Linked DNA regions of Gossypium hirsutum: regions 1 and 3 are each linked to region 2. The links are chromatin contacts, called in public Hi-C maps. All regions are on one chromosome and are shown on one strand. The core of a region is the stretch at or near the end of the contact, and the rest is flanking DNA. Distances in the headings are between cores, read along the strand shown. Region 1 holds the start of LOC107889553 (monodehydroascorbate reductase). Region 2 holds the start of LOC107889561. Region 3 overlaps LOC107889568 (protein ROS1A).

The links. Hi-C and Micro-C count contacts between places; a contact is called where the count stands out from the background.
Region 1: a Hi-C map of leaf shows a contact between it and region 2, with 2.5 times the contacts expected there. The contact joins the promoter of LOC107889553 here to the promoter of LOC107889561 in region 2. A contact is called at or near these places in 7 of 34 Hi-C or Micro-C datasets (callus, hypocotyl, leaf and 1 more).
Region 3: a contact with region 2 is called in a Hi-C map of leaf, with 3 times the contacts expected there. The contact joins the enhancer-like site here to the promoter of LOC107889561 in region 2. A contact is called at or near these places in 2 of 34 Hi-C or Micro-C datasets (both in leaf).

The regions. Positions count from the first base shown.
Region 1 is chrA09:73,327,076-73,330,046 of Gossypium_hirsutum_v2.1, forward strand. LOC107889553 (monodehydroascorbate reductase) reads left to right here and starts at 1,373. Exons shown (of 10, transcript XM_016814022.2): 1 at 1,373-1,527; 2 at 2,125-2,196; 3 at 2,952-2,971. The coding sequence starts at 1,477.
Region 2 is chrA09:73,184,610-73,187,724 of Gossypium_hirsutum_v2.1, forward strand. LOC107889561 reads right to left here and starts at 1,338. Exons shown (of 3, transcript XM_016814033.2): 1 at 1-1,338. The coding sequence starts at 799.
Region 3 is chrA09:73,051,296-73,054,228 of Gossypium_hirsutum_v2.1, forward strand. It overlaps LOC107889568 (protein ROS1A), which reads left to right. Exons shown (of 21, transcript XM_016814044.2): 21 at 1-125. Among protein-coding and RNA genes, the nearest start is that of LOC107889567, 8.9 kb to the right of the region's middle. Within about 2 kb of position 1,401, at least 3 of the 9 cell types and tissues checked have an H3K27ac peak or open chromatin away from gene starts, as enhancers often do. A contact at or near this core is called in leaf, where this site is marked.

The DNA.
Region 1 (2,971 bases), core at 123-2,622, 140 kb after region 2:
TAAATTATAAATACTAAATCCACAATTTACACAAAGTACAAGGTCTAATAAAAAAATTGACCTTTTTTTATATATACTAAAAAAAAGAAGAAGAAAGAATACTATAAATTATGCAAAATGGAAATAATAATCAGTTTTCTAGATAGGGATCAAACATGTCATTCACATAATATTGATAATACAAGCATATCAGCCCAAAAGCCCAATACCCCCACACAGAAACCCTAGCCACCCTAACTTTTCATCTGCCGCCTCGGAGGGAGGAGAGTGACCGGAGAGTCAAAATCCGCCATGACTGACTAAACAACAACCAGCAAATCCAGTGCCGAGGGTGAAATAATAATCTAAAATATTGGATGGATGGGAAAAGGGCGAGCATTTATCATAGTTACCTCGATTCACCCCGTGCATGCTAACTTGAACTGAAAAAATTCCTATCAAAGGCTGGCCCAAATCTGTCTGTGGGACGTGAAAACAATATACTCTTTGGACCCAACTCAAAGTAGGAAAATAATTTTGGGTTTAAGCCCATGTGACCATGTCTCGCGTGAGGGCTGTTTTGTTGGAGCACGTTGACGTGTATGAACATAAAAAGATCCCTTGCCACATCATCAATGACGTCAACTTCAACTCCCTGCAATTAAAGATCCTGAAAGCAAAAGAAAACACATAGGATTAAATTTAAAATTTCTTTTGATATGAATATGAATTTAAAAGGAGTCTACGTTCATAGGAAGACGAAGTACGACAAGATTCTGTACATATTTCACCATTCACACTTGTGTTTTGGAAGAAAATTCTAAAGATGTATTTCTTTATACATAAAAATAAATTTCATTTTCATTTTAAAATTCATAATGATGGAAGTTTCTTTATACATTAAAGTTTTCATTATCTATTAAAAAATTAAGCTTCAGAAATAAAACTGTTATATGCGTATGTCTTTCTTTAATTTAAACATTTACTAGTTTTGTAGAATTAAGGTTTTTTTTTTTTACCATTTATTTAAGATTCATAATTTTCAAAATTTGGAAAAAATAGTAGGGATTCTTAGTGTAGAGATGCCCATCCATTGGATTGAGTTTAAATTCTGTTTTAAAATATTTCTAAGTTTAAGCTCGTTTTTGGGTAAAATCGCCCAAAAATACTTGTTTTATTATTTAAAAGTTAATAAAATATTAAAAATTATTTTAATTAAATTTTAATTTAAAAATATTTTTTTTATTCTTTAAATTGAATTAGAATGGGGTTAGTGGTGGAAGAAGCATTGCCAGCAGTGATGAACGGCAGCCTTGATGCCACGTGGCTAAATCACGTTTACTTCTAAAGATCAGCCAATGAGAAGGGCAGCCTAGCCCTTTCCTATAAATTAATCTGACCAACCCACTTTCACGAACCTACTTTACAAAAACTTGTTTAATTACCAAAAAGTTAAGAGCAAAAGAAAGAGCAGAGTAAGCTAAGCTTTGATCATCAATGGCGGAGAAGAGTTTCAAGTACGTGATCCTTGGCGGTGGTGTAGCTGCTGTAAGTTCCGTCGATCACTTCTCGCTCTTTGATTCTCCTTTCTTTTCTTTTCTTTTTTTGTTATTTTCTTGAATTTTGTTTGACTTTTTCTCTTGTTTATCGATGCCTTTGCTTTTTTATTTTCACAATCTTGTCCTCAATGTGTATCATCTATCGCTTAATTTTATAATAATACAGATCCAGTTTTCCTGTATTTCCTGCTAAGATGATAAGTGAAAGAAAAAGTGAAAACGAATTGAAAGCAAATCTGAAGCTTTAGATCGGTTGCTATTCGTTTAGTCATTGAATTTTCATTGTTATGGTTTTTGAGAATGGATTTATACCGAGGCATTTAAACATGGTTACGACTTTTTACATCATGTAATGCATCTTTTGCTGTTTTAATCGTATGGAGCGTCGTGTGTGTATCGGAACGATGGCTAGATTTTATTTTGCAATGATTTGAAGTTTTGAACCCTTTAATGTGGAAAGTTAAAGCTTCTTTCATTTTATGTAGCATTCACACTATTAAAAGGCTTATGTTGTACTTTTTTTTGACTGATTTATTTTATTTTTTTACGTCTTTTTCCTGAAAACTCTTCTCTTCTGACTTTATAGGGATATGCGGCGAGAGAGTTTGCCAAGCAGGGAGTGCATCCTGGTGAGCTAGCAATTATTTCCAAGGAGGCGGTATGATTTTCAATTATATATAACTTTATGAAACCTAAACTGATTACATCAGTGATGGACATTTAGCTTTTCCTTCGATTGAACTTTTCTTAAAAATAGTTAGTTTCTTAAAATGAAGCTTGTGGGGGGAAAAAATAAACAAAAAAAATCTATTTGAAGTTGTTTGGTAAACACTACTAAGTTTTTCTTTTATAGGGTTGTCGTCTTGTGATTTTTTAATACTATGTAATTGCCATTAAAAAAAATGTAAGTAAATTATTTCAAGTTGTTGAAGAACTCTTCTCTCATTTTAGTATAATATTTGCTCCTGCAGCAATGCGAGGGCAAATTCATAATATTCAATCAACACTTTAAGCATCGCGTCCGAATGGAATTTGTTGTTGTATTAAGCAGAATGTATCTTGCATTTTTACATTTTAGATCACTATATGCATTATTTTATTCGTATCACTTACAATTGTTTTGTTCTAATTATCAGTTCTGCTTAGAAAAAGCAAAATAGTCCATCAAATAATTTCAGCGTGCAGTTTAGCATTATTTTGTTCTCTCGTTCTGCTGTCTTCATGGGGACTCCCTCCTCTGGATGCTCCCTATTTCTGATTTTGTTAAAGTTAAATTCTACTGTAATAGTGGCCAGTTCCAGTGGCATTTACATCACATAACTCATCATAGCTGCTATTGTTGTCATTTATTGATGCCTTAATAGGTAAATTTGTATTGCATATGACCTGATTTTTGCTTTCTTATACATGTAGGTGGCTCCATATGAACGACC
Region 2 (3,115 bases), core at 88-2,587:
TGGGTGTCCGGTGACCGAAAGAAGGGCTTCTTTGAAGCACAAAATGGAAAGGGCTCTCGCAAGAGGGAAAAGCTGAACTATTTCCAAAAACATCTTTGGACAAGAAAATCTCTTCAAAATCCTCGGATTGGCTACAGCTACAAGAAGTATCCAAGGATTTCTCCTCATTGCTCTCTGACCAAACAGCACTGCTTGGCCTACCATTGTAAGAACATGAAAACCCCATTTCATAACCACTTTTGTCTTCCGATATTGATGTCGATGAGGACATTTTCTTTTGACTTGGATTGTTTTTGGCCACAGCTGGATCCCACCTTAAAATGTCCTTGACTGAAACTTTTGCTCCATCGTTAGCTATCTCCCGCTTTCGGTTTCTGTTACGGTGAGTTATCCTCTTCAGAATGGAACCGAAGAAGCCAAAACCAGTGCCGCCGTTGTGGTGTTTGGTTTTGGACGAAGAATGTTTTTGAATCCTGAGAGCGGCTTCCAGTAGAAGAGCAGCTGTTCTAGCTGGGATGTGAAGGAAAATGGCATTGGGACTTTTGCAAGGAGATGGAAACCCCAACAATGGAGACTTCCTGGGGTCTGGCGAGTCATGGAAGGAGAAAAAGCAAGCGTTTTTGCAGAAATTGGAAGGAAATTTTGAGGTTTGAGAGATGGGTTTGGGTTTCTTGAGTTGGAGATGAGTCAGAGGTGATGGTTTCTTCAGCTGACAACGCCTATCAGCAATGTACTTGTTGAGATGAAACGGCTCTTGATCCTCCTCAAGTAACTCCTGCAAATGCTTCTGACCCATCATCAAACCAAAATTTTCAACAAGAAAGGGACTTCAACAGTGGCATGAAAGAGCTGAAGAGGTTTCAACTTTACACCAGAATACAAAAAATGCAGTGCAGATATTGCAAAAAGTAGAGATTTTGAAGGAGGGCAAGCTGGCCTACAAATATAGGTAAGAGGAGAAAAAATAAAAGAAAGAAATATATAACGAAGGAATGCGGAGAGTTCCTGATTCAAATCTGGAGAGTTTACAATATCGAGGCAACAAGTGATAAATAAATTATCATAAAATAATAATAAGATTTACACCGTAAAAAGAGAAATGGCTGCAAATTGCAGGTGTTTTTAAGGCTGTACTGAGTACTTTATCATGTTATATAAGAGAGGATCAGGTGTCTGCCTATATCTCGTTCTCCATTGTCGACAACATGTTTAAGCAGGGATAAAGATTAAAAAAAGAAAAAGGTAAAAACTGGGTTTGTTTTCTAGCGTTTAAAGGGTCTACAACCAAAAAACAAAAAAACCAGTGTTTGATTGTTTGACAGTGTCAAATAAAATATATTTGTTGAGATTGTCCTTTTTCTGTGAGTAATAACTGGGTTAAGACATGTATATATGATCAGCGAAAAGAAACGGGGAATTGCTTGCGATAAAGCCTTTGTATAGGAGTTCCTATATTATGTTCCACTACAACATGATAGTAGGTTGAGTCATTATAACTTGATCATCATTAAATTTTGTTTTAGTACCCCAAATATGAAATTAAACTTTACAGCTAGACACACATTACTGGTTCTTTTCAACCTGATTAAAAAATATATACCCAAATAGACTAATCATTCTGAAATGACTTCAACTACCTTCAAATTAAAATTCAATTAGTGAAAACAAAAACATTCAAACTCAGCGTTTGAGTATGCGCCACGTGACAGACAAGGTGGTTTTGCTGACAGATGTCCGGCTTAGAATGCGAGTTGTTGGTTGTTCCATACCTTGGGAGATTATTTTAATCAAAGCAAGAAGCGTTGACGATCTCAAAAATATCGGAGATAATCTCACGAAAAAGTGAAAAAAAAGGAATTGAAAAGAGAGAATCTCGAGAGCCGAAGCGGAAAGAAAACGACGAAAAAAAAAAAAAAAAAGAGTGGAGCGCGCGTGCTAACTAAGTTACAGAGCCCGGATCTTGACTCAATCTTTGACGCTCATTTCCCTTCCCCCTTTTATTTTTCACCTTCTTTGTTTTCTTTTTTACTGTTCAATTTATACACACTTGCGATTGGATTTGGCTTGAGACTTGAGAGTTGGGTGATATCATATTTACCCCTTATTGTCTGAATTTCTTACCGCTGTTTTCTTGTATAAGACTGAATTCAATTATTTCTCTCAGGTTAGTATAGAATCAATATGAATATTGTACTCTCAAATTTTAAATTTAATTTTTAGATTTAATATTATTAAAAAGAATAACTACGAAACTGAACCAACATTAAAAATACCGAAAGAATAAAATAAAGCTAGTATAGAAGATATCCACTACAAATATTAAGCTAAATTAAATTTTAAATAAATTTTTTTATTATTTGATATTTAGAAAATTTTTAAACTTATGTCAAATTATAATTTTATTAACCAAATGATAATGTATTGTTAGAGTTTGTGTTACTCGAATCTCGTCACTTATTAAAGAAATAAATTCAGTGACAAAATAAGAGACGGGGCGAGAGGCCGAAGGTATCATTCTATTTGACATTGATTAGAATAGAGTTTTTTTTCAATCTTTAAATAGATGTAGTCAAAATTCCTCTTATATATATGATTGATTTTTAAACATTAGTGGATTTCTTATTCTCTACCCGTGACTTTTCCCAAAACATGATTTTTTCCGAAAGGGTTTTCACGTAAAATCTGTGTGTTTTTATTTTTCTTATTTTGCGATAATTCTATTGTCATTATCGATGTCTATTCTAACATGTATGTTTTCGTTGTAATTGTTTATTGTTCATTTTAAATAGCTTTAATTATGTTTTAACTATTATTTTTACATACAAAATTTTAATAATGCCTTTTTTATATTAATATTTTAATTATTTATTTTTATCAAATTATAATCTTATTTAATAATAAATTTATTAATAATTAATTTAATTTTTGTAATAATACCATAATTCAAGGGCGAAGTCAAAAGTAGAACTGAGCAGCATCAAAATATTAAAATATGTTATGAAGTAGTCTTTTAAAATTCTAACTTCACTCATATTTAATTTTAATTTTAATTTATTTTAATTATTAAATACGTTTTAAAATAAAAATTGATATAAAAAAAGTATTAAATACCAAA
Region 3 (2,933 bases), core at 151-2,650, 130 kb before region 2:
ACGTGGTTTGTAGGAAAATGTGAAAATCTTTGTATAACTCATAATCACAAAGCCATGTAGTGCTAATACTGTTTAAGAAGGTTCTAATTACTTAGTTTCATGCTCAAACTTTGAGCAATTCTTCAGAGATCAGCTTCAACAAACGCTGCCTAATGCTAATTGACCAAACTTTTCCTACAATGAAAATAATATACGGCCAAGGCCATCGTCAAGCCTCTAAATGTGCACACGGACATAAATGCTTTTATCCCTTAACAATTGATAAACAATTAAAGGAAAAACGAGTGAAGCTTACGGGAATGTTCAGAATGAAAAGGTGGTCCAGTTTGTGATCTGGGAAAGACAGTGATGAAGTATAAACTCAGAAAAAATTATGAGAACTTGTTAATATGGGAATGTCACCCAGAAATTACAGTTGAGACGGATTGGCAAACAACTAAGGAATCTAGGAAACTGCGTATCAGAATTTAGGGTTTTAAGTTTAGCTCAATTAGTTCATATTATTATCTTTATCAAAAAAATATCAGCGTACAGTATTCAAAAATTCGACTGAATTAGTCTAACTGTTTTTGATAAAGTAACTTCTAGTTCATACAACTATTTTTAATAAAGTAGCATCTATCAGGCTTGAGGTTTAAATTCAACACATACAACATTTCTAAAATAGCATATAACAAGTTTGGCCAAAATAACTGAATGTCGGATAGAACTCAGAAAAAAAAACGATTACACTCCAATTGCGTAATGATCTCAAATGCCAATTCATATTCTAGAGTTTCAACGTTACCAATTACCTTGCTCAAGTTCGGCAAAAATCCAAGCAGTTATGCGTTCTATCTCAAGAAACCGAATAGCATAGAATTATATGTCTCAATATTGAATCGTGGAAAGAAATACTGAACGAATCAACGCTTTAAGCTCTTTACAGAAAAAAATATAGACAAGATCGAAAAATTCATCATAATTGTTAAATGCTTCTTTCCCCAAAATAGCTAAATTAAACAGTAGCAAACCTGGGGGAGAAATGAGATAAAAGCGCAGGAAAGCTGCACCGGATAACAGTTTGAATGGAAAGAAAAAAAAGCGAACCGCGTTTCATTTTTCTTTAATCGAAACAGCAGATCTAAGGGCACATGAAAATATCAGGAATAAAAAGCTCGACTTTATTTAAACACTAGACAATTTTAAACGAAAGATAAACATTCAAATGGACGATCTGGATCGAGAAACGAACCTCTTTTTGAATTTGTAGGATAATGAAAGAAAATGATGAAGCAGCAGATGATTTAGTTTGAGAAAGATGACAGGGTAGTGTTGGAGAATTTGCCGCCTTTTTTCTCTTTCTCGGCTCCTTTCCCTCCTTAAATTTGAAGGCCCCTTCGTTTTTTCAGCCCCTGTGATGCTCGGCTGGCGCTGGGCTCCTGATCGGACTTAGCGGCCTGTATTTCACTGGCTTATTGATCCAAGCTTTAGAGGGCATTTGTTCTGTTAAATACTTAAACATTTAGGCCTGGAATATTTTCCAGGTTTTCATTTTTTTCTTTTTAAGTATTTTCCAGATTTTCTTTATTCAATATCTGAAAGATTAACATGTATGTTTGTGTCTTTGAAATATATTTATGCATGGTGCTTTACTTGCGAGTTAGTTTTTTTTTTATCAGTACGATACTACTTGTTATTTAAGTAATCAAATTTGGCATTGATATGAAATAAATATTTTATCATAAATATTATGTGATTTCTCCGATGGTCCAATATGATAATAATATATCAAATATTAACGTATTGAATGAAAAATAATTATAATTGAGGTATTTTTCATGTTTGTGTTTTATGACTAATGAAGATTAATTTTTTCGGGGATATATGGTTGCTCCCAACAATATCGTCTCCAAAGTTTGAATATATATTTTTCCTTAATAGTACAAGATTTGAAAAGAAAATATTTTATACTTCGAAAATTTGGGTTCCATTTAATTTCTAAAAATATTTTTTATTTATATTTATATTTTCTTTTTCTTTTTTTAAAATTTTTTATTTTTTATTTTTCATTTTTTAAAAATTGAATAACACAAATATATATTGTTTAAAAAAAACTTAAGAGTTTTCAAACTTTGGTAAAAAAATCAATTAAGCTTATTCGCAAAAAAACGCACTTAATTAAATACCTAAACTCTCAAATCATATCAATTAAGTTCCTTAACCAATATTTTTCGTTTTGACCATTACATCATTGACGTGGCCATTAATGACGCGGACATGATGGTCTATGTCGAAAAAAATTTATTTAAAATTATTTAAAATTTTTATATTCAAAATGAAACTTGACAAATGGATGTCCAAGAACGATTGTCCAAGTTCTTGAACAATCATTTGTCCATTAAAATTATAAATTTTTAAACATTGTTCAAATTTTAAAAAATATTAAATTTTAAAAACATAAAAATTATCAAAAAAATCATTTAAAAGTTTAAGCTGAAATGAATTCTGGACATGTGGTTGTTTAGACTGAATTCAAGATAACTTTTATAAATTATATAAAGTTTAAAAATAAAGATCAAAAATATTTTCTTTAAAGTATGAGATTTCCATCAATAATTTAATTTTATCGGTAATTTTTAAGCTATATAAAATAAAAAATAATAATTTAGAAAGACAAACAAATATTTTTAATTTTATTAATTATACTGATAAAGTTTAAAAAACGTGTGAATATATCCTTTTCTTTTCTTTTTTTACATGTGCATTAAGTGTAACTAATCATAGCTAATAGTTATTACAATTTAAATAAACTAATTCTATGAAGATTTCAATCAAGTATATTAATGTATAGCACTAGATGTAAGTATGTAACTATCAACAGCTAATAGTTATTATAATTTATTAAAATAAATAAATTAGGTGAGATTTCAATTTAGTATATTAATAATGTT